Linked DNA regions of Mus musculus: region 2 is linked to region 1. Evidence: chromatin contacts called from public promoter capture Hi-C data. All regions are on one chromosome and are shown on one strand. Each heading gives the region's core, a stretch centred on a gene start, on an enhancer-like site or on the middle of the called end of the contact. The rest is flanking DNA. Distances are from core to core; before and after follow the strand shown. Region 1 holds the start of Cacng7 (calcium channel, voltage-dependent, gamma subunit 7). Region 2 has its middle 42 kb from the start of Oscar.

What was found. Promoter capture Hi-C pulls out the DNA fragments that hold promoters and counts their contacts.
Region 2: a contact with region 1 is called in a promoter capture Hi-C map of hippocampal neurons, with 5 times the contacts expected there. The contact joins the enhancer-like site here to the promoter of Cacng7 in region 1. A contact is called at or near these places in 5 of 39 promoter capture datasets (the 3T3-L1 cell line, the SN4741 cell line, hippocampal neurons and 1 more), 9 of 484 Hi-C or Micro-C datasets (the G1E-ER4 cell line, adipose-derived mesenchymal stem cells, bone marrow-derived macrophages and 5 more), 3 of 115 datasets of contacts at active chromatin or transcription factors (all in embryonic stem cells) and 1 of 9 other capture datasets (adipose tissue).

Annotation. Positions count from the first base shown.
Region 1 is chr7:3,330,442-3,335,014 of GRCm38.p6, reverse strand. It overlaps Cacng7 (calcium channel, voltage-dependent, gamma subunit 7), which reads right to left and starts at 2,190. Exons shown (of 6, transcript NM_133189.5): 1 at 1,979-2,190. It overlaps Prkcg (protein kinase C, gamma), which reads right to left. Exons shown (of 18, transcript NM_011102.4): 18 at 3,916-4,573.
Region 2 is chr7:3,572,294-3,576,866 of GRCm38.p6, reverse strand. No RefSeq gene overlaps it. Among named protein-coding and RNA genes, the nearest start is that of Oscar, 42 kb to the left of the region's middle. Within about 2 kb of position 2,451, at least 20 of the 459 cell types and tissues checked have an H3K27ac peak or open chromatin away from gene starts, as enhancers often do. A contact at or near this core is called in the G1E-ER4 cell line, hippocampal neurons and trophoblast stem cells, where this site is marked.

The sequences.
Region 1 (4,573 bases), core at 941-3,440:
ATCCCAGCACTCGGGAGGCAGAGGCAGGCAGATTTCTGAGTTTGAGGCCAGCCTGGTCTACAAAGTGAGTTCCAGGACAGCCAGGGCTATACAGAGAAACCCTGTCTTGAAAAACCAAAAGAAAAGAAAAAAAAAAAAAAAAAAGAATTCCCCATCTCCATCCTCCAAATTCTACCAGACTCTGGACTCTGATATCCCATGGTAGAACTTTTCAGTCGGTAATATCTAAGTCCTTTCTGTATTCTCCAGTCAAGAAATACCCAGTTGGTTTATATCTGAGACCTCCCAAGTTCTAATTAGGAGCTTAAAAGTTCTAACAAGGAGGTCCTAAAGGGTTCAATTTTTTTTGTATGTATGCATGCATTTATCATGTTTGTGTGTTTATGTGTGTGTGCATGTGTGTGGTCTCCATGGCACTCATGTGGAGATACTTTCGAGAGTTGGTACTTTCTTCTGACTATGTGGGTCCCAGGGATCTGGGGTCATCCATCAGGCTCAGAAGCAACCACCTTTACCAACCAAGCCATCTCAACAGCCTCCAAATTCTTTATCTATAATTCTTACACTACCACGCCCCTACAAGAAATCTCTCCTTGACACAAAATGCAATAATGTGCACTCAGGACTCACCTGAGTATCCCCAAGCTACTCTCAGCCAGAGTCCTCTATGACCAGAGATATACCCATCCCCTTAAAAAACAAACTCTGGGTAGGTGTGTGTGTCTACATGTGGGGTATGTTCAAGAGAATGTACCCGAGTCTAGAGGTGATGGATACATTGGAAGAAGCCAGAGGTGATGGGGCCTCTGGAGCTAGTGTTGAGAGACAATTGTGAATCACCTGACAGGTGCTGTGAAACAAACTCGAGTCTTCTGGAAGAGCAGCAAGTGTTCTTAACTAAACTATCTCTCCAGCTCCCACCCACCATCTTTTTCATTACAAAGTTTGAGACACCTCCCCCAAACATTTTCCCAATATGCAATTAAGACATGAGACTCTACTTGGCTCCATCAGAATTCTGTAAGCTTTTGGATTCTACTCCATCCCAATAAAGACCATAGAATCAGAGTCACCACTTACATCCTGGGGTTCTTAGGTCCAGAACCCCTCACTTTCAGCCCCAGCCTCGTGGAGGACCCAAAGATCTAGATTTAACAGAGCTGTCTAGCTTTTCTTCCCATCCCCCTTCAAGTGGCTCTGGGGCTTGACCGCCAGCTGCCTGCTCTGCTTTCAGTACTCAGCTCATACAAGCATTATCTACCCAATCACCGGACTGTCTTGGTCTGGGGAGCTGACCTCAGCCTTCGGGTCTGCTCCTCCTACTAGACTAGCAGTTGGGGAGCTGGACCTTTCCAATTCCCCTCACTTCTTACATTAATCCCATTCCTTCTCACGTCCAGTTCATCTTCTTTCTACCTGACCCACACAGCTCTTTATTCTGCTGCCATTCCACCTCTGGGACACCCCCACCTCCACCATCACCAGGCCTGGAATCTCCTTCTGATTGATCCTTTACGCCAGCGTTTCCGCGATCTGGATATCTGAATGGCTCAAGTGCCATTCCTCAAAGCCCAAGTCCAAACTCCATCTCCCTTCGATATCCTTGGAGTCCGTAACTCTCCGCTTTATTTAGGACCCTTTCCCAGACTCACGGCTTGCTCTTACCGGCCTGGGCCCTCCTCCTTCGTCGTGATCCGCTTCCTCAAAGACCCCGCCTAGAGCCTACCCAGTGGCGACGGTCTCTTAACTCTCAAACACCGAGTTTGTTTTCTTACTCTCGGACCCTCGGACCCCAGGTCCTCCGGGATCCACCAGGCCCAAATGTTCCTCTATCCGCCAAAACCTTCCCAAATTCAACATTGAAATCCTCAGGATCCCATACCTGGAGCCCCTCTAACCTCCCCCGAGCCCCAATTCCGGCTGAGAGTGGTCTAGCTCGGAGCCCCCTTGCCTCACCGGACCCTCCCCTCGCTCTTACCTCTCTCAGGGCTGGGCGGACGCTCCGGGCCGCGGGCCCCGCAGCCGCATGACCGGCCCCGCGGTTTTCCCCGGCCGCCGCTGCCGCCACCGGGGTCTCCGGTGCCCGCGCCCCCCGCCCCCGCCCCCGAGCCCGGCGTCCCGGCCCCCTCCGGGCCTCCCACCCCCCACCCCCCTCGCCCGCGGCCTCACTCAGCGGACGCAGCCGGGAGCAGGGACCAGCGGCCGCTCATTGGCTAATGCGGAGGAGGGGAGGGGCGGGAAGGGAGGGAGAAGGATGCAGCGAGGGAATGAGATGAGCCTTCAGGATGGGGGGAAGGCAGGGAGGCAGGCAGGGAGGGAGAGAGAATAGAAACAGAGGCAGAGAGCCCAAGAAGGAGAGAGAGAGCAAGAGCGAGAGCGAGAGCGAGAGAGCGAGAGAAGAGAAAAGAGAGAAGAGAGAAGAGAGAAGAGAGAAGAGAGAAGAGAGAAGAGAGAGAGAGAAGAGAGAAGAGAGAGAGAGAGAAATATTTTCTGGAACTCACGCGTCCTGAGACTAGAAAAGACAGACAGAAAAGAGGAGACAGAGATGGAGTAGTTTCAGGTGTCCCCACCCCCACCACTCCAGCGGCTCAGAGATTTTGAGGCCCTGGGAGTAGAGAGGTCAGAGAGCCCCAAAATCCAGGCAAGGAGAGCTCAGAGGCCTTGGACCAAAGGAAACTGAAATCCAGGGACCTTAAGCTTGTAGGAGATGGGATGGGGAAATAGAAAAATAGAGAGAAATAGACGAGAGAGAGAGAGAGAGAGAGAGAGAGAGAGAGAGAGAGAGAGAGACTGACTTTCTGAGGAGAGACAGCAGGGGCAAGCCAGGATGGGATATCCCCCTGACGAGGACTGGGGCTGTAGCCAGGCAAGGGGCGGAGCCTGGGGGTCTGGGCAGCTGAAGAAGGCGGGAAGGGGCGTCCCGGGCCGGGTCCCTAGAGCAGCTGGCGGGCAGGCGCAGAGCAGAGCCGGGTCCTGCAGCCGCCGCGGAGCTGGGAGCGGGGCCAGCACCCCCCCCCCCCGCCGTGATGTCAGCGGGGCCACTCTTAAAGGGGCAGGCTGCCCGCCGAGGGTCGAAACTTGGACTGGGGCTTTCAGGAACGTGATAAGAGTACAGGAGAGGTGATACCAGAGAAAGGGGTAACCTCAGCCTCCAGTTGGAGTGAGACTCGAAGATCCGGAGGAGAGATGCCAGGCCTTCAAAGGAACCTGCTAAGCTTTTGAGGTTCTGTCCCCTCCAAACACACTGACAGGGGCACCATTCTGCTGGCTTGCCCGATCCAGAGACTACATTCCCCATCAGCCCTGGCGGCCAGAGGACAGCACCTGGGGAGGGGGGCAGGGTCTTCTGCGATGTCTGCTGGGAAACGTAGTCTTATCTTGATTGGTCCCCTTCACTCCCTGCTCTCCTCCACACGTACTTGCAAAGTGGGTCAGGGGAGAAAGAGGCCGGGAGGACGTTTCTGCCTGTCTTCTGCCTTGCTAACTGGTTCCCAAGCTTCCAGGTTCTGGTTCTCTCACCTTCTGTAACATGGGGTCCTTCTGAACAAGTCTGTCTCCCCACAGTAGGCTAGCTTTTCATATTTCTTACCAGGACTTCTCTAGATTCTGGTGTATGTTGTCTGTATCTGCACTTTGCTCTGGGTGAATATGAGTGTGTGGTAACTGGGTGGAGGGTCGATCACTTGCTGACACACTGGTCAAGGGTTATTCATTGAGTATGTTACCAATGTGGTCACATCGGTCTTCTCAGAAAAAACGGTTTGCATGGCGCTCTCATGCAAAAGTTGTCTTCTCTTTTTATTTTACAGGTCTGTGCATTTTCTCTCCACCACCCCCCATGTTTGTTTCTATGTACAGCCAGCCCACCTCCGCACCCACTTCGCCCCCTAAGCTTTACAAGAAAACATCCAAACATTTTAGCATCAGCATCCCAAATTTATTCTCCAGCAGCTGTGTCTGGGTGGGAGAGGATAAAGGAAGGGGGTGGGGAATGAGAAAGTCCCAGAAAGTTGCAGGCACTGCGGAGGACAAGGGCTGTGTGTGTGTGTGTGTGTGTGTGTGTGTGTGTGTGTGTGTGTGTGATTCCGACCAAGGCTGGAGCCATGCACGGGGCAGGTGAGCATTGAGGGATTCTGGAACAAGTCTAGAACAAAAGCTGACTGAGAAAAGTAGGGGGAAAGAATTCTTGGTGCATGCCAGGAATCCCCAGAGCGTGGAAGGGAGGTGGTCTGGAACGCTGAGCCCAGACTCCCACTTAACTCTACAACTGAAGTGGAGGTAGGAGGAGCCTTGAAGGATGCGGGGAGCAGATCTGGAGTCTTAGTCTGGAGCAGGCAATCTCATGAGACTATTTTCCCCAGAATGGTCTAGGGAGAGAGAAGGCATAAACTACCAAGTGGGGTTTCTGGGAAGAGTTGGAACAGTATCCAGATGTTGGGGGTGGGGAAAATCAGGGCTCAGCACAACGGAATCTAGAACACAGAAAGGCTCTAGAGACTCTTTGAGTTTAAAATGCCAGCAATGCTGGGAAACAGCGTCTAGAACTCGTTGGGGTGCGTGAAAGAGGCCAGAA
Region 2 (4,573 bases), core at 1,202-3,701, 240 kb before region 1:
GCAGCCTTTAATCCCAACACTGGTGAGGCAGAGGCTGGAAGATCTCTTGAGTTTGAGCCAGCCTGGTCTACAGAGTTTCAGCCAGGAGTACACAGAGAAACGCTGTCTCAAAAGCCCAAAAAAACAAAACAAACAAAAAAAAGATTGATTTAATTAGGAGCTTGGTTACAGTTTTAGAGAGTTAACTCATTATCAGCTTGGCAGGAAGCATGGCAGCAGGCTTGGAAGATATGATGCTGAGGAAGTAGTTGAGATCTACACCCTGATCTAAGAGAGAGAGAGAGAGAGAGAGAGAGAGAGAGAGAGAGAGAGAGAGAGAGAGAGAGAGAGAAGAGCTACTCCTGGTGTGGGCTTTTGAAACCTCAATACCCAGCCAGGGACATACTTCTTTCAACAAAGCCTCACCTCCTAAGCCTTCTAATTCTTGCAAAAGGTTCCACTCTCTCGTGGCTATGCATTCAAATATGAACCTATAGGGCCTGTGGCCTGTGATGGTTTGAGTAAAAATGGCGCCCATAGACTCATGGATTTGAATGCCTAGTCATCACGATTAGGAGATGTGGCCTTGTTGAGGTAGGTAAGGCCTTGTGGGAAAAAGTGTGTCATTGGAGATGGGCCTTGAAGTTTCAAAAGGCCCAAGCCAGGCCCTGTTTTTCTTTCCCTACATGCTGCTTACAGATCACTGTATAGATCTCAGCTACTTTTCCAGCATCACATCTGCCATGCTTGCTGACATGCTTCCTGCCCTGATGACAATGGACTACGCCTTTAAAATGGAAATCAAGGCCCCAGTTAGATGCTTTCTTTTATAAGAGTTGCACTGGGAACGATGTTTCTTCCAAGCAACAGAACACCGACTAAGACAAGACCATACATATTCAAACCACCATACCCACTATATCAAATTAGTGCTGCCCATATGCCCATGGGTATGTGGTCATTCACTGAATCATTGTACTGGCTTGGCCTGATGCTGCTTGCATCCTAATCCTAATCCTGGCTCCTCAAGACCTGGTTGCCCCAGAGACGAGAGAATCCACACATAGACCCAAGTGACACTATGTGACTTTGCCCCCAACTTATTTCTGATTGGTGAATAAAGATGCAAACAGCTAATAGCTAGGCAGAAGAGACATAGGCAGGGGTTATGGTTTCTGGGCCTAGGGGCCTGAGAAGAACCATGAGGGGGAGAAGGTGAGGAGAAAGGGAAAGACACCATGGGTCAAGAAAGCATGGCCCTGAGGCTGGCAAATTGGAGTTACTCTGGCCCAGATGAACCAGAGTAAGTAATAATTCAGGGTTTCGATAGGAACCAGATTTTAATAGCATAGAAGGTAGATAACTGCCCAGATCTAGTGCCAATTAAGGCTTATTGTAAATATAAGGTGGTGTGCGTCTTTTATCCAGGAACTAAATGGTCAAAGGTGGAATAGAAACCCCAGATGAGGATTAAAACTTTCTGCAAGCATGAGCAATCTACCAGTCTCCATACCCACTAAAAGAATGAATCTCTAGGGCTGGAGAGACGGCTCAGTGGTGGAGCACTTGTTGCTCTTGCAGAGGACCAGGGTTCTGCTCCTACAATCATCTGCAACTCCAGTTACAGGGGATCTAAAGCCCTCCTCTGACCTCCCAGAGCACCAGCCACACATATGAGCTACATGAAGGCAAAACACTCATACACAAGAATAAAATAATGCCATTTCATTTTGTTTTTCTGTTTTGTTTTTTTGTTTTTTGAGACACGGTTTCTCTGTAGTTCTAGCTATCCTGGAACATACTCTGTAGACCAGGCCAGCCTCGAACTGACAGATATCCACCTGCCTTTGCCTCCTGAGTGTTGGGATAAAAGGCACGTTGCCACCAAGGCCTGGCTAAACAAATCTTACAAAATATAAAAAAGAACAATTCTCCTTTTCCCCAGCGACTATAAACTGCTAATAAATAGTTCCATGGTTAGAGGCAGGACCTCAACTCCTCCCCTATACATTCTTGAGATTTGACTGGCTTGGTCTTGGGTAGGTAACCATAGCTGCTGTGAGTTGATGACTGCAGTCCCCACTTTCTGTTCATCACATGTGTGCCTTGTGCCCAAGGTCAGAAAAGAGCCTCTGATTCCCGGAACCTGAGTTATGGAGGCTGTTAGCAGTAGGGGCTGTTGACTGAATCTGGGTCCTCTGCAACAGCAGCCAGTGCTCTTAACCACTGAGCCATCTCTCCAGCACCCGCTTCTCACTTTCTTAGTAGAGACTTCTGACCATTATCACGATATCCTCTGGTTGTCAATTTGCAGTTAAAAAAAAAATCATAAAATTTGTGTCACACATTACAGGAACTTGGATTGGGATTGTGTTAGGTGACGGCTGGTTCCTCCAGGGGATAGGAGCAAAGGTTGATAACAGTCTGAATCTCTTCCTTTGAGGTTCCTGTTGTCTCCTGCAGGGAGGTGGCACTGTTGCTGCACTTCTGAAGCTGGGGTTGGAAGGGAGACCGGTTTGTACTGTCTGGAATACAGTCAGTTACAGTCCCCCTCGTCTCATTGTGAATCATTCGTCTCCTTTCTCCCAGAGAAGAACCTAAAATTTTCTCTTGACCAATATACTTTTAAAGAAAAGCTCCAGTATTCTTCTAGGTTGAGAGAGGGTTAATAGATTTATTATAAACTGGCTGGTGGTGGAACAGGCCTTTAACCTCAGTGCTCAGGAAGACAGACAGATCTCTGAGTTCCAGGCTAACCTGGCCTATACAGAGCCAGTTTCAGGATAGCCAGGACTACACAGAGAAAATCTGTCTTGAAAAACAAACGAACAAACAAATCTAGGCTGAAGTAAGAAAGGGATCCCATGGGCATATTATTAAACTGCCTTTCTGATGTTCATATTTAATAGAGCTATACTCAATAGTGCGAGGGAAACTTCTCCACAGTAGTCAGCGATGAATGTAAAGATGCTGAGAATAAATGACTATTGAGCACCCTAGATGGGACATTTATATCACTCCCGCCCCAACCAAGGCTTGAGGAACACCAGATAGGATAGATAGAACGCCAGAGTCTGAGGACAGATGGGCATGGTACAACCTTCAGGATGTGACATTGCCGTGAACTCATTGCAGCTGTGGCTATTAGACAAAATCAAGCCTGCAGGATTACTCAACATTCCAACAATTAGCACGGACTGGACTCAGTGGGTGTCTTGGGGTTACTGCCGTTGTGATGCGATACCAGAGCAAAAGCACCCCAGGAGGAAAGAGTTTATATGGTTTACATTTCTAGAGTCATAGCTCACTGAGGGGCGCCAAGGCAGTACTGAGACCAGGCAGAACCTGGAGGCAGGAGAAGCTTACTGGCTTGCTCCTCATGACTTCCTCAGCCCGCTTTCTTATAGAACCCAGGACCAACAGCTCAGTGGGTGGCACTACCCATGGGATCACTCAGACGCTGACTCCATGGCAGTCTTCAATCTGGTAGGTCAGGAGACTAGACCTAAACATTTGTTTCCCAGAACTAGACAAATCCAGGCAAGTCAGTTATTGGAAAAACCCTAGGCCTCAGGCAGCCAATCAGAAACTGCCTCACCATCAGAGGCTGCCCACCACCTGGCCTCAGGCAGCCAATCAGAAACTGCCTCACCATCAGAGGCTGCCCACCACCTGGCCTCAGGCAGCCAATCAGAAACTGCCTCACCATCAGAGGCTGCCCACCACCTGGCCTCAGGCAGCCAATCAGAAACTGCCTCACCATCAGAGGCTGCCCACCACCTGGCCTCAGGCAGCCAATCAGAAACTGCCTCACCATCAGAGGCTGCCCACCACCTGGCCTCAGGCAGCCAATCAGAAACTGCCTCACCATCAGAGGCTGCCCTACCACCTGGCCTGAGGCAAGGGCAGAGTCGGCAACAATTTCCAGCCCCCTAGCAACCATTCTGGGGCTTCTCTGGAGATAGAGCCAACCAAATGAAGTAAAGGTCACCTTTATCCTTGGAATTCCCCCAAACCACTTTAAATTGGACCTTGGAACTAACCTGGGCATCTCCATCTTGGCAGACCCCAGCATGCTGGACTTTAGCAAAAGCTCTTCACTTTTGCATACAACTTGAGTCTAGGGTATCATTCTTTAGCAAATCATGGACCCTTACACCCCCAGTGGGCTGAACACTCCTCCATCAATCACTAATTAAGAAAACGTCCCACAGGCTGGCCCACAGTCCAGTCTTAGAGAGGCATTTTTCTCAACTGAGGTTCCTTCCTCTCAGATGACTAGCTTGTGTCAAGTTGACATAAAACTAGTGAGCACAAGGCTTTATGAAAAAGTTCAGAGAGAACAAGGAGTGGGGAGAAGGCTATATTGGAAGTGTCTAAGCCGGGTGGTGGTGGCACACGCCTTTAATCCCAGCACTTGGGAGGCAGAGGCAGGCGGATTTCTGAGTTCGAGGCCAGCCTGGTCTACAAAGTGAGTTCCAGGACAGCCAGGGCTATACAGAGAAACCCTGTCTCCAAAAACAAACAAACAAACAAAAAAACAAAAAAACCAACAAAAACGGAAGTGTCTAAGAGAAGTGGGAGTTTAGAGATG